Regions from separate parts of the Pan troglodytes genome. Here region 1 is linked to region 2. The links are chromatin contacts, called in public HiChIP or PLAC-seq maps. All regions are on one chromosome and are shown on one strand. The core of a region is the stretch at or near the end of the contact, and the rest is flanking DNA. Distances in the headings are between cores, read along the strand shown. Region 1 holds the start of TAOK1 (TAO kinase 1). Region 2 holds the start of LOC134808989 (sterile alpha motif domain-containing protein 1-like).

Region 1 (6,169 bases), core at 1,172-3,671, 180 kb before region 2:
TAGAAGAATTGCTTGAACCCAGGAGGCAGAGATTGCAGTGAGCTGAGATCGCGCCACGGCACTCCAGCCTGGGCGATAGAGCGAGACTCTGTCTCAAAAAAAAGAAAAAAAGAAAAAAAAGAACACAGTGGTTCTGGATGAAAGCTGAATTTGACAACTGGCTTCACCACAAACTGGCTATAAGAACTTTGACAAGTTAATCAAAATTCTTCTCTGTGCCTCAGTGCCACTCTTTCTTTCTTTCTCTCTCTCTCTCTTTCTTTCTTTTTGACAGAGTCTCGTTCTGTTGGCCAGGCTGGAGTGCAGTGGCACGATCTCCTCTCACTGCAACCTCCGTCTCCTGGGCTCAAGCAATTCTCTTGCCTCAGCCTCCTGAGTAGCTGGGATTACAGGCGTGTACCACCATGCCCGGCTAATTTTTTTCACAATGTTGGCCAGGCTGGTCTCGAACTCCTGACCTCAGGTAATCCGCCCACTTCAGCCTCCCAAAGTGCTGGGATTACAGGCATGAGCCACCGCGCCAGGCCCAGTTCCACCATTTCTAAAAAGGAATAATAATTATACCCACCCAATATGGTTATTGTGAGGAGTAAATAAGTAGAGTGTTTAGAACTCTCTCTGGCATATAATCAGCACTCAATACGTGTTAACTATTTCACTATTTTTGTTATTATCATCATCATCAAATTTCAGAAACTTTGCGCAGTGGCAGTATTGTAGCCAATGAGATTTATCCGAGGTGTGATTATTGCTCATTGAAAAATCATAGGCTGGGCACGGTGGCTCACATCTGTAATCTTAGTACTTTGGGAGGCCGAAGCAGGTGGATCCTTTGAGGCCAGGAGTTCAAGACCAGCCTGGGCAACATGGCGAAACCCATCTCTACAAAAAATACAAAACTTAGCCAGCACGGTGGCATATGCCTGTAGTTCCGGTTACTTGGGAGACTGAGGTAGCAGAATCATTTGATCCTGGGAGGCAGAGGTTGCAGTGAGCCAGGATCACACCACTGGACTCCATTTTGGGAGTTCAATATATATATTACATTTTTGGGAGAAAATAAGAAAGTTTCTTTCCCAAAAAGCCAGAGAAAATCTTATTGTACCCATTGGCTCTAATTGGATCATGTGCCCATCCCTGAGCCAGACTAGAGGAAGGTCATACATACACTGTATACACGGATTGCTTAGGCCTGATCAACATGCTCCTTCCTTTGAGCACAGATCTACTGTGGCCAGCCTGGTCTCGAACTCCTGACCTCAGGTGATCCGCCCGCCTCAGCCTCCCAAAGTGCTATAATTACAGGCGTGAGCCACCGGGCCCGGCCCAGAGTTAATTTTTATTCATGAAACTCATATAACAGGTTTATTTATTTCAGTCGTTTTGTTGGTTAAAGAACCAAGATTTTTTATGACTACACTTTGTGTACACTTTTAGGTTCTCTTTTTTTTTTTTTTTTTTTTGAGACGAGTCTCACTCTGTCGCCCAGGCTGGAGTGCAGTGGCGCAATCTCGGCTCACTGCAACCTCCGCCTCCCGGGTTCACGCCATTCTCCTGCCTCAGCCTCCCGAGTAGCTAGCTGGGACTACAGGCGCCCACCACCACGCCCGGCTAATTTTTTTCTATCTTTTAATAGAGACGGGGTTTCACCGTGTTAGCCAGGATGCTCTCGATCTCCTGACCTCGTGATCCGCCCGCCTCGGCCTCCCAAAGTGTTGGGATTACAGGCGTGAGCCACCGCGCCCGGCCTTACACTTTTAGGTTCTTGAATAAGTACTGAGGGAGTTTTCCCTAAAAAAAAAAAAAAAAAAAAGTTTTGAGATAAAAGAATAAAAACTCTACTTCTTCTTTGCATAGGAGTCTTTAGTTTGTTTGCTGCTCTTGTTCCAAAACTTCTCATTACTCAACCTACTAAACTCACAGACACTTTTCAAGAAGTTATCTCTTTTCTACATCACCAATATATAGGGTGGCTTAGATCTGTATTTCCAAGTCTTACTGTCGTTCCAAGAATTAGTATCAACTATTAGAATCTCAAAAACTCAACTGCATACTGATTGAGCTGCCCAGTGTACCTCTGAATCCCACGGGGGAGGGGGTGTAGAACCGAGTTGTGCAGGAATGGGATATTCCACACTTCAGGGCAAACTTACTCGCAGGATCAGTGGCGGGCTTTGGAGGTGGGAAGCAGGAAGGAAGGGGAGTGCAGAAAAACTCTTCTTCTTCAGATCTCCGGGGTGAAATGAATGCACCTGACGCCCGCGTGGCATTAGAAGCTCCGCGAACTCAGTGAGGCCATGCTGGACAGAGGCTGGGACTCCGGGCCACCGGGACAACTCTGCCCGTAGCAAGCCTTGCGCGCTCCTGTGAGGGCGCGCGCGCGCGCATGTAGTCGTGTCTCGCGCAGGGTCCGGCCTGTCAGGCGGGAAATCTCGCGAGATCGGAGACGGGGGATGACGGTCGGGAGGAGGGGAGTGGTGTCGGGTAAAGGGGGGGAAGCTGGGCAGCGGCCGGGCTCTGTGGCTTCAGGGCTCGGGGAGAGAGAGGGAGGGTGGCAAAGAGACTGAGTCGGTGCCGCCGCCTGCCTGAGGAGAGAGGAGGGGTCCCGCTCGCCCTGCGCCCTTCGCGGGCCGAAAGCACTAGGCACTCGCGAACATCTGAGGCCTCCCGGCCCCGGGGGACCCCGCCCCGCCGTCCGCCGGCCGGCCCGCGGCCTCCCTTCCCTTTGTGAGCGCCTCCTTACCAGGGGTGGTGTTGGTGGCGGAGGGCTGCGCGTGGGCCCGCCCGCCGAGGGGCCGCGGCGGGGGACCGAGAGGGCCTCGGCTGTGTGAGGACTAGAGGCGGCCGAGGCCCGGGCCGGTTCCCCCGAGGCGGCGACGGAGACGGCTCCCGGCACTTCCCCGCGCCATCTTAACTGAGCCCAAGCGCTGAGGGCGCCTCCTCGACCCCGGTCGTCCCCTCGCCCCCCCCCCCCCCGCCCCGCCGCCGCCGCCCCTTGTTGCAGAGCTTGGGCTGGGCGGCTTGCTGGGGCTCGGGGGTGGGGGGCGGCGATCTGTCGCCGGGCCCCCTCCTCCTCCTCACTCCTCACCCTCCAGGGTAGCGGCTACCGGAGCGCTGCAGGGGGCTGCGCCTGCCTGCTCCGCCCCAGACCTGTCGGCGAAAGGGTAAGGGCACCTCTGCTTTGGGAAAGGGGGATATAGAGGGGGGCGGGGAAATTCGGCCCACTCGGGCCTGTGTGTGGAAGAAGGGATGTGGGAGTGGGGTGGGGGAGGGAGAAAAGGAGGGTCTGTGATTCTGTGGGTGGGGTGAAGAAGCTGGTGAGCTGGGCGCTCTCCGGTTTTAAGGGGCGAGAGCAATTCCATTCCTTTTTCCTGAGGGTCACCGGAAGGGGTGGTGGAAGGGGGATGTTTCGAGGAAGGTGTGGCCCTCACAGGGAGACTGGGTTGATGTGCACCCCGGTTTAAAGGCGCGAGGTCCCTTTCCCCTCTGGTGCCTTTGCTCCTCTTCTCCTTTGTAGTGTCTGTGTATTCTTGGGAAGGGAGACTGCTCTGGGTGGCTTGCTGGGTGGATTCCACCCCCTAGCACAGGAAATCTATACCCCTCTTCTGTAGGGGCGATGGAAGCGTTTCTCTCCCCGTACCCTTCCCCCTTCCCCATCCTCTAGTCTACTGCAATGCTGCAGAAGTCCAAGGCAGTTTCTTCATACACAGACCCATGTATACACAGAAGGGAGGGGGAGCAGGAGAGGGAACTAATGGCGCTTCCCTTGAAAAGGTTACTCTTTTTCCTTTGGTTTTAAATCGACGACAGTATCGTTTTAATACTCTTCCCCTGAGATCTGTCCATGGGAAGTGTATCTGTTCTGGTGTTATTGTTGGGGGATATGACTTCTCGAGAGGGACACCTCTCCTGTTAGAACAGTTTTGATGTCTCTCTTTTTGAGAGATGTCTGGATTGACATTTTTTTGTGAGCAGGTTGGATTTTAGTTAGTATTCAAATAAAATAATTTTGTACCTCCTCATCCTCATTTCCCTTTTCTTTTTCTATGACTTTTGTAGTTCATGAAGAATTATTGGCCGGGCGCGGTGGCTCACGCCTGTAATCCCAGCACTTTGGGAGGCCGAGGCGGGCGGATCACGAGGTCAGGAGATCGAGACCATCCTGGCTAACACGGTGAAACCCCGTCTCTGCTAAAAATACAAAAAATTAGCCGGGCATGGTGGCACGCGCCTGTAGTCCCAGCTACTCGGGAGGCTGAGGCAGGAGAATCGCTTGAACCCGGGAGGCGGAGGTTGCAGTGAGGCGAGATGGTGCCACTGCACTCCAACCTGGGCGACAGAGCGAGACTCCGTTTCAAAAAAAAAAATTATTAACAATTATTACATACAGACAGCCTGTCTGATGGGCATTTCTCCCTAAGCTGTGAATTTTTAGGGTTGATACTGTTGTGTATAATATTGAAATTGGATTTTTTTTTTAAATGGTAAGGTTACAAACCTTTCTGCAGCTGTTTCTTTGTTCTTATTAATCTGCCTAATTATTCTATGATCTATTTTCTGTAGTCAGTCATTTTTCACTTCTTTTGCTACCTGTCATGTTTGTCTGAAAGCAGATCATCTTATCTGGTTTACAGTAGTACTTGTTGGTTTTGTTCTTAGTTGAGTAGAAATAAATAAAAATTTAAACATTCTGGAAATGTGCTGCCAAGTGCTTTTTGTGACCAAAGAGTAGTTTTCAAGTCTCCATGTACTGATGATACATTTTTTTCAAGTGTTTAGTAAATACTGGTGATGTGATTTCAAAATATTCCACATATGACTATTAATAGAATTAATTTTTTCCCAAAGTGAAGAAGAAGACTAAAATGTGTACAGATAATGAGTTGTCTTTGGTGTATTTAGTGTTTTCAGCTCTACTTAGTGACTTATTTTTAAATACTTCAAATGCCATCTACATTTTATGTTGTCATTAAATGTTGTCCAATAGAGCTTTTGTGGTGTGTTTGTTGCATTTTGAAACCTGTTTTAAGATAGGGATTTAAAGGTGTTAGTAGTAGCGCTAGGCACTAACTTAGTTTCTGTCATTTTATATCATGATTTTGATGTAGGAGACATGGTATGTTAAATAAGTTTTATTATTTTTTTTCTCAGAAGATGGAATTCTCTTTGCTTTCTTTATTCCCTTTTAATGGTCATCTCAATTCATTGAAATAACACTATTCATTTGAGTATTTATTTCATGGGACAAAGCTGCATGTTGTTGATATGTAGAGTTTTCTCCATAATGGCGAATTATGCCAGGAAGTCTGATTCTCCGTATTATGGCTTGTTGTTGATAATTATTTCATATATACTAGCATGTGTTGATCGAAGCATACTGCTCAGTAAGGAGTGACTGCTTTTACCTTGGAAAGTTGTAGGCAGAGAGGATTTATCAATAGAGGCTACAAAACTTAAAGGATTTACATAGGGTGTAGGTTAACTATTTACTTGCTGTATTTCAGCATGCTATAACTAAGGACAACCGGAAAAAAAACAACTCTCTTTTTTCATAGCTGGTGGGAATGTTGCCTAAAAGTGGAAAAGTATGTTCATGATCAATTAGATAAATACATTATTAAGGAAAAATTGCCTGAGGGTTATTTCAGATGACCTCTGATGCCACTGTCAGAAAGAAAATGCTGAGAGCTGTTAGTCTGAGTTGATTCTAGATTAGTATGGCACTTCTTATGTTTCTAAATAGTTCATCTACAAAATGGCAGTGTACATCACTTCCTGTTCTTTCACAACTGGCTCTTTCACTGGATTCTCTTTTAATGACTTAATTTTTGGCATTCTGATATCTGATTTGTTAATTTGGTTATAATTCTCATGTTTTATAGGTGGAAGAATTTCTGAGAATCAGCTGGATTTAAAGGCTTTTAATAGTTTAAGATTATCTTGACAGTAACAAAACATTGCTTCCAAACTAAAGGATAGTATTGCAAACAAATTTAAACTCTGAGAGGTTTTAAAGAAGTACAGCAATGTACAGAATCAGAAGTATGAGGGCACTGAATAGAAAATAATTATCGTATTTTTTATAATGTCGATTTTGGGAGAAGTGAGGATATGGCAAGTAATTGAATGGGTGTTGATATAAAATAAACTTTCTGTATAACAAGGTGTA
Region 2 (6,000 bases), core at 3,415-5,914:
TGACTAGAACGCGCCGCTGCTGACCGGATGAGTAGGGATGTGTTGAGCAGAGGCCAGGCAGGAGTTCTGCTGAGGATGAAGTGAGTGCAGGCTCGCAGGACGTTCCTTCTCTTTCAAGGCACCAATTTAAGAGAGAGGGACTGAATGAGGAGCACAGAGCTGGAGCTCCCTCTGTTCAGTCCGTCCCATCTTTCCAGGACTCCCCCTTGCCCAGCTCTGTTTTTCTTTGCAGGACTTGGGGGTTCTCGCGCCAGGTCTCTCACCTTGTGTATGACCGCTTCCAGTTAAAGATCTCCTCCAGGTTGGAAGAGGAAGAGACTTCCCGCCTCTGCAAGGCTCCCCCACGACGACGGCCCCCAAGGAAGGAAGCTCTGTGCCTGCTCAGCCCTTTAATCCTCTCCTCCGTTCGGAAGAACTCAGTCAAGGTCCGGAAGGACTCCAAGATGACCTCATGGCTCCAGGCTGGCAAGGGCTCCTGGCGCAGGAAGCCACAGTGGCCTCCGTGGCGACTGAGCAGGAGGAAGAAGTAGGGGTTGCTGTGGAAGAGTTCAGTTGTCAGAGTGTGGTCTGGGGGTCCACACACGGGGTCGTCAGCACTGCAGATACACAGCACAGGCACGGCCGCCTCATCCACATCCCGGAGGGGGTCGTTGCGGTCCCAGTAGGTATCCCAGCTGATGGGGAAGCTTTTCGTGTGGCAGAAGAGAGCCTCCTCAAACTCTCGAAGGGAACGGCTCCTGAACAGTCTGCTGGTGTCCACAGTGTCCTCCAGGGCTGTGGCATACCTGGCAGCGAGATGTTTAGTGGGGAAGGTGGGAAAGAGAGGGAAGAATGAGAACATCAGGTGACAGCAGATGAGACAGACAGACAGCCCGCAGGCCAGATCTGTCCACAGAGGCTTTCTTTGGCCATTTAGGGCTTCGAAAACATTTAATTTCATGGCCATCATTTAAAACCAGATAAGGCTGGTTGCGGTGGCTCACGCCTGTAATCCAAACACTCTGGGAGGCCAACGAGGTGGGTGGATCACTTAAGTCCAGGAGTTTGAGAACAGCCTGGGCAACAGGGCGAAAACCCATCTCTAAAAAAAAAAAAAAAAAAAAAAAATTAGCTTGGCATGGTGGCTCAGTCCCAGCTATTCAGGAGGCTGAGGTGGGAGGACTGCTTGAGCCTGGGAGGTCAAGGCTGCAGTGAGCTATGATTGCACCATTGCATTCCAGCCTGGGTGACACAGAGAGACCATTTCAAAAAATAAAATAAAATAATATAAAATAATAAAATTGGCCAGGCGCGGTGGCTCATGCCTGTAATCCCAGAACTTTGGGAGGCTGAGGCAGGTGGATCACGAGGTCAAGAGATTGAGACCATCCTGGCCAACACGGTGAAACCCCATCTCTACTAAAAATACAAAAATAAGCTGGGCGTGGTGGCACACACCTGTAGTCCCAGCTACTTGGGAGGCTGAGGCAAGAGAATCACTTGAACCCGGGAGGCAGAGGTTGCAGTGAGCCGAGATCGTGCCACTGCGTTCCAGCCTGGTGACAGAGCGAGACTCCATCTCAATAAATAAATAAATACATAAATAAAATAATAAAATTAGAAGATTTCACATAAAATGCAGGTGTCTGGCTTCTCTCGGGAAGTGGGAAGATCCAGCCACATGGGTGGGCATTTCTCAGCACAATGGGTTCCTCCCTCCTTCCTGTGTGATGGTGCCCACTAGGCCTGTCATTCACAGCATCACTGCACCTGTCTATGTGCCCTAGGGGCAGCATTTGACTTCACAGCTGCTGACAGTTCTCCTAACCTCAACTTCTGGCCCTCTGTGGAGAACTTGCTATGAACTGTAACCTCCTAAACTGCTCCTAGAAGAACTTGCTGCTCAGAGTATCCAAACCAGCAGGTGACACCTCTGCTAATAATTCACATTTGACTTTAGGTTGCATTCATTGTTTTTATTTTTGTTTTTTAAACTAACATCCTGTCCTGGTAATGTCACATGACTGTGATGTTGATCAGGTATACCTGGGGCAGATATTCCTAGAGAGTGTGCTGCCTGGCAGAGGAAGCAATTGAGTCTGTCATTAATTTACTGAGTGGATTCCTAAATGGGGGCCTCAGAGCAACTGCTTTGGGTAACAGGGAACATCTTTGCTGTTTCTAGCCCCCTGGAGAGGGCTTGGCATCCTGACAAGGAGGCCAGGATGAGCAGCTCCGTCATTTGAATAGCTCAATCCAGCCTCAGACAGTTGAAATTAGATGTTAATCTCTGACCAGGCATAGTGGCTCACACCTATAATCCCAGCACTTTGGGAGGCCAAGGCGGGTGGATTCCCTGAGTCTAGACATTCAAGACCAGCCTGGACAACATGGCACAATCCCATCTTTATGAAAAATACAAAAATTAACCGGGCATGGTGGCATGTGCCTGTAGTCTCAGCTACTCGGGAGGCTGAGGTGGGGGTCTGGCCCCCACATCCCAGGTCTTTCTGCTACACCACACTGTTGCCATAATGACTTCGACCTCATTCTGCCATCTCCTAAGAAAGCCAGAGTGCAGGCTGGGAATGTCACCTGAGCCCAGGAACTCAAGGCTGCAATGAGTGGTGATTCCACCACTGCACTCCAGCCTGGGCGACAGAGTAAGATCTTGCCTCAAAAAACAAACAAACAGCTGGGCACGGTGGCTCACACCTGTAATCCTAGCACTTTGAAAGCTGGGGCAGGCGGATCACTTGACATTAGGGGTTCCAGACCAGCCTGGCAAACATGGAGAAACCCTGCCTCTACCAAAAAAAATTTAAAAATTAGCTGGGTGTGGTGGTGCACGCCTGCAGTCCCCAGCCACTTGGGAGGCTAAGGCAGGAGAATAGCTTGCACCCAGGAGGTGGAGGTTACAGTGAGCCAAGATCATGTCACTACACTTCAGCCTGGGTGGCAAAGTGAGACTGTCTAAAAAAAAAAGAATTAAAAAAATAATGATTTTAATAAATGCCTACATATATGCGTGTGTGTGTATATATATATATATATATAAATTTTTTTTGAGACAGGGTGTTGCTCTGTCACCCAGGCTAGAGTGCAGCCTAGACCAAGGCTCTCTGCAGCCTCGAACTTCTGGGCTTCGGTGATCCTCCCATCTCAACCTCCTGAGTAGCTGGGACCACAGATGCATGCCACCACACCCGGCTAATTAAAAAAAGAAATTTTTGTAGAGACAGGTTTTCCTATGTTGCCCAAGTTAATCTCAAACTCTTGGGCTGAAGTGATCCTCCTGCCTTGGCCTCCCAAAGTGCTGGGATTACAGGTGGGAGCCACTGCACCTGGCCTCAAATGCCACCATATTTCTGATTCCTGTCACCTCCAGGCTCAGAGACTGTGAGTAAACATTCTGGGCAGATAATCGTTTGCAATTGCTTCCAGAGTGCTCTTTGCTGAGTTGTCAAGCTGTGGGCTAAGTGGTAAATGTCAGGTATCTCTGCTGTCGTGGGCCAGGTGCTCAGATTGCTAGGATACAGCAGGGGGTGCTGAGATGAGGCAAGGGGCCGGGGCAGGAGTCCCTGCTCTAGCACAGTGATACTAGCTGAGTCCATCGATGACCTTTAAACCCGCTTCCCCGGTTCTGTCTAGATTACAGGGTTTGGAAGGCTTTGGAAGATGTGTTCAGAGAACTTTGCCCAAACTGGCCCACGCCTGTTCCAATGCTATGCATAGCTGTTTCTGATTCTTAGCCAGCTCAGGCCCTCTATTGTTTCCATGCTGGTCTGCGGCCTCCGTTACCCACCTGCTGAGGGCGATCTTCTGGTGGAGCAGAAAGCCCCGCTCGTAGGGCCAGGGCAGGCCGGCCTCGAACCACTCTCGGCAGCGCAGCACGGGCGAGATGCAGGCGGCGCCTGTCACGTAGCTGGAGGAGCCGCACTCGCCCAGGTAGGACAGGAGCAGCGCCGAGCCCGAGCCTTCGCTCACCGCGAACAGCGGCGCCGCCGGGTGTCGGAAGCGGATGTATGTGACCGCCTCCTTGAGGTCGGACGGGTCCCCGAAAGGCTGCAGCCGGGGGCTGACCAGTGGGCAACCGTGGTGGCCGCGGCGATGGAAGATGACCGGGTAGTAGCCGCGCTCCAGGGCGAGCAAGCAAAGGCCGAGCACGTTGCGGGTGAGGCGACCCCACGCATTGGGGATCACCAGAAGCACCGCAGGAAGGCCCCCGGCGCTGGTGATACGGCGGCCCCGAACACAAGGTCCCACCACCCAGTCCAGGGCCACTAGCCCATCGTCCGCCAACTGCAGGTACTCCCGGGCCAGCTCAGGCCCAGACGCCACGGGCAGGACGAAGTGGCAGAGGGTCTGCAGGTGGGGCCCGGAGAACCAGGAGCGCGGGCCGGCCTCCAGCGCCTCTGAGCGCCGCAGGGCACGCAGCAGGCACTGGGCCAGGGCCGACGGCTTGCAGACAAGGCTGCACCCTCCCGGCAGTGGCTCGCGCCCGTCGCTGAACTGGTCCGCCGGGCCTCCGCCGTCCGCCTCCTCCCCGTCGCCTCGGTCTTGGGCCCCCGGCAGGGTCCTCCCTCCGACGGCGCGCCCCCAGGGTCCCCGGAGCCGCGGGCCGAGCAGGCCGAGAAGGGCGAGCACGGCCAAGATGAGCGCGAGGGCGGCGCCCCACGGCGGCATGGCGAAGCTGGAGAGCCCCGGCGGGCAGCGGGCGGCGGGGCCGTCTACTCGGCGAGCTCCGCGCTTTGCCCGCGGCTCCGCCCGCCGGCGGCGGCTGCCCAGGGCCCTCCCGCGCGGGCGCGCTCTGGATTGGCCGTGGCCGGGCAGAGGCAGCCAGTTTGGGCCCGGCTGCCCTCGCCCGCCCCCCACCCCGCCCCGGCCCTTTGTACAGCAATTGCAACAAGTGGGAGCAGAGGGTGAGAGGAGCCGGGGCCACCAGGGAGGGAGGGCGCGCCGGCAGCCGGAAGGGAGTGGGGAGGGCACGAGCCGGGGAGAGCGGTGTTGGCCATGGAGAAGTGGGGAGACTGGAGGCCGAGGCTTGGGGACCCGACTGTCATCAGTGTCTTCCGCCAGACCCTGGGCGCTGCGCCCTCAGAGGCCGATGAAAAGAAGCAGAAGGGAGAGGTGAGTAAGTCGCAGCTCCGGGCGCCGGCTCCCGGGGCCCCGTGGGGCGGCGGCAGCGCGCGCGCTCTGCCCTCGGGCGGCCCCGCTCTCCCCCGCCCGGCCCCGCAGCCCCGCAATAACTTGGCTGGGCGGGGTCCGGCACTGGGCTAGAGAGGTCGAGCGCGGCGTCTTGAGCCGCTGGCGGGAGGCTGCTGCTTCCCCGCCTGCATCAGTGCGGGTCCCGCGGACTCCTCGCCCCCGTCCCCGCGAGCTCGGGGCTCCACATCAAGGAAATCCTCAGCCCGGGAGTGGCTTCCCCAGAAGCAGCAGCCCCAAGCCTCCGAGAGTCAGTCGGAGAAAAGGACACACTCAGGCGCCCTGCGACAGGGATGCCCGTCCGACCTACAAGGAACGCCTCGTAAACCGGGGTGCATGGGAGACCACGGAAATAACACGTTCTCGCTGTTTCCAAGCTTTGGGATAGGCATCTCGACCCTCGCTCTCTACCCACGTTTCCCCCCCAAATCCTGGAGAGGGAACCAGAACCAGCGCCCCGCTGCGGGGCGGGCCGGCCAGCGCACCTCCTGGGGGTGAGGCCTGTGGCGTCCCCATCTCGCGGCGACCAATCTCTTTCTAGACGCGCGCCTGCCACCGCTGGGCGACGGCGGAGGAGGGGAAGACAGCAGCCTCTCGGCTGGCTCCGGCCTCCCGGGGCTTCTGGGTTTGGAGAGTTTGGGGAGCGGAGACACCTCCCGAGGCTCCTCCGCGTTGGACCCTATTTGCGAGGGCGGGAGCGGGGTGGGCCGACGGCGAAGCTCCAGAGGTGGGACCCTCTCCCTTCAGCAGCTCCTCCTGACTTCATGATCCTGCCCCTCTTCTCGTTGCAGGTCACACCGACAAATCTGAAGCGGG

What was found. HiChIP or PLAC-seq counts read pairs in DNA pulled down with a chosen protein or histone mark.
Region 1: an H3K4me3 HiChIP or PLAC-seq map of stem cell-derived excitatory neurons shows a contact between it and region 2, with 2.9 times the contacts expected there. The contact joins the promoter of TAOK1 here to the promoter of LOC134808989 in region 2. A contact is called at or near these places in 1 of 7 Hi-C or Micro-C datasets (stem cell-derived neural progenitor cells) and 1 of 1 datasets of contacts at active chromatin or transcription factors (stem cell-derived excitatory neurons).

The regions. Positions count from the first base shown.
Region 1 is chr19:38,191,378-38,197,546 of NHGRI_mPanTro3-v2.0_pri, reverse strand. TAOK1 (TAO kinase 1) reads left to right here and starts at 2,421. Exons shown (of 20, transcript XM_024350393.3): 1 at 2,421-3,164. It overlaps NUFIP2 (nuclear FMR1 interacting protein 2), which reads right to left and starts at 2,415. Exons shown (of 6, transcript XM_511374.9): 1 at 2,154-2,415. It also overlaps the pseudogene LOC112206218.
Region 2 is chr19:38,012,824-38,018,823 of NHGRI_mPanTro3-v2.0_pri, reverse strand. LOC134808989 (sterile alpha motif domain-containing protein 1-like) reads left to right here and starts at 4,664. Exons shown (of 3, transcript XM_063800066.1): 1 at 4,664-4,901; 2 at 5,115-5,678; 3 at 5,976-6,000. The coding sequence starts at 4,664. The coding sequence ends at 5,572. ABHD15 (abhydrolase domain containing 15) reads right to left here and starts at 5,068. Exons shown (of 2, transcript XM_523591.8): 1 at 3,785-5,068; 2 at 1-785. The coding sequence starts at 4,665. The coding sequence ends at 260. It overlaps TP53I13 (tumor protein p53 inducible protein 13), which reads left to right and starts at 5,974. Exons shown (of 7, transcript XM_016932111.3): 1 at 5,974-6,000.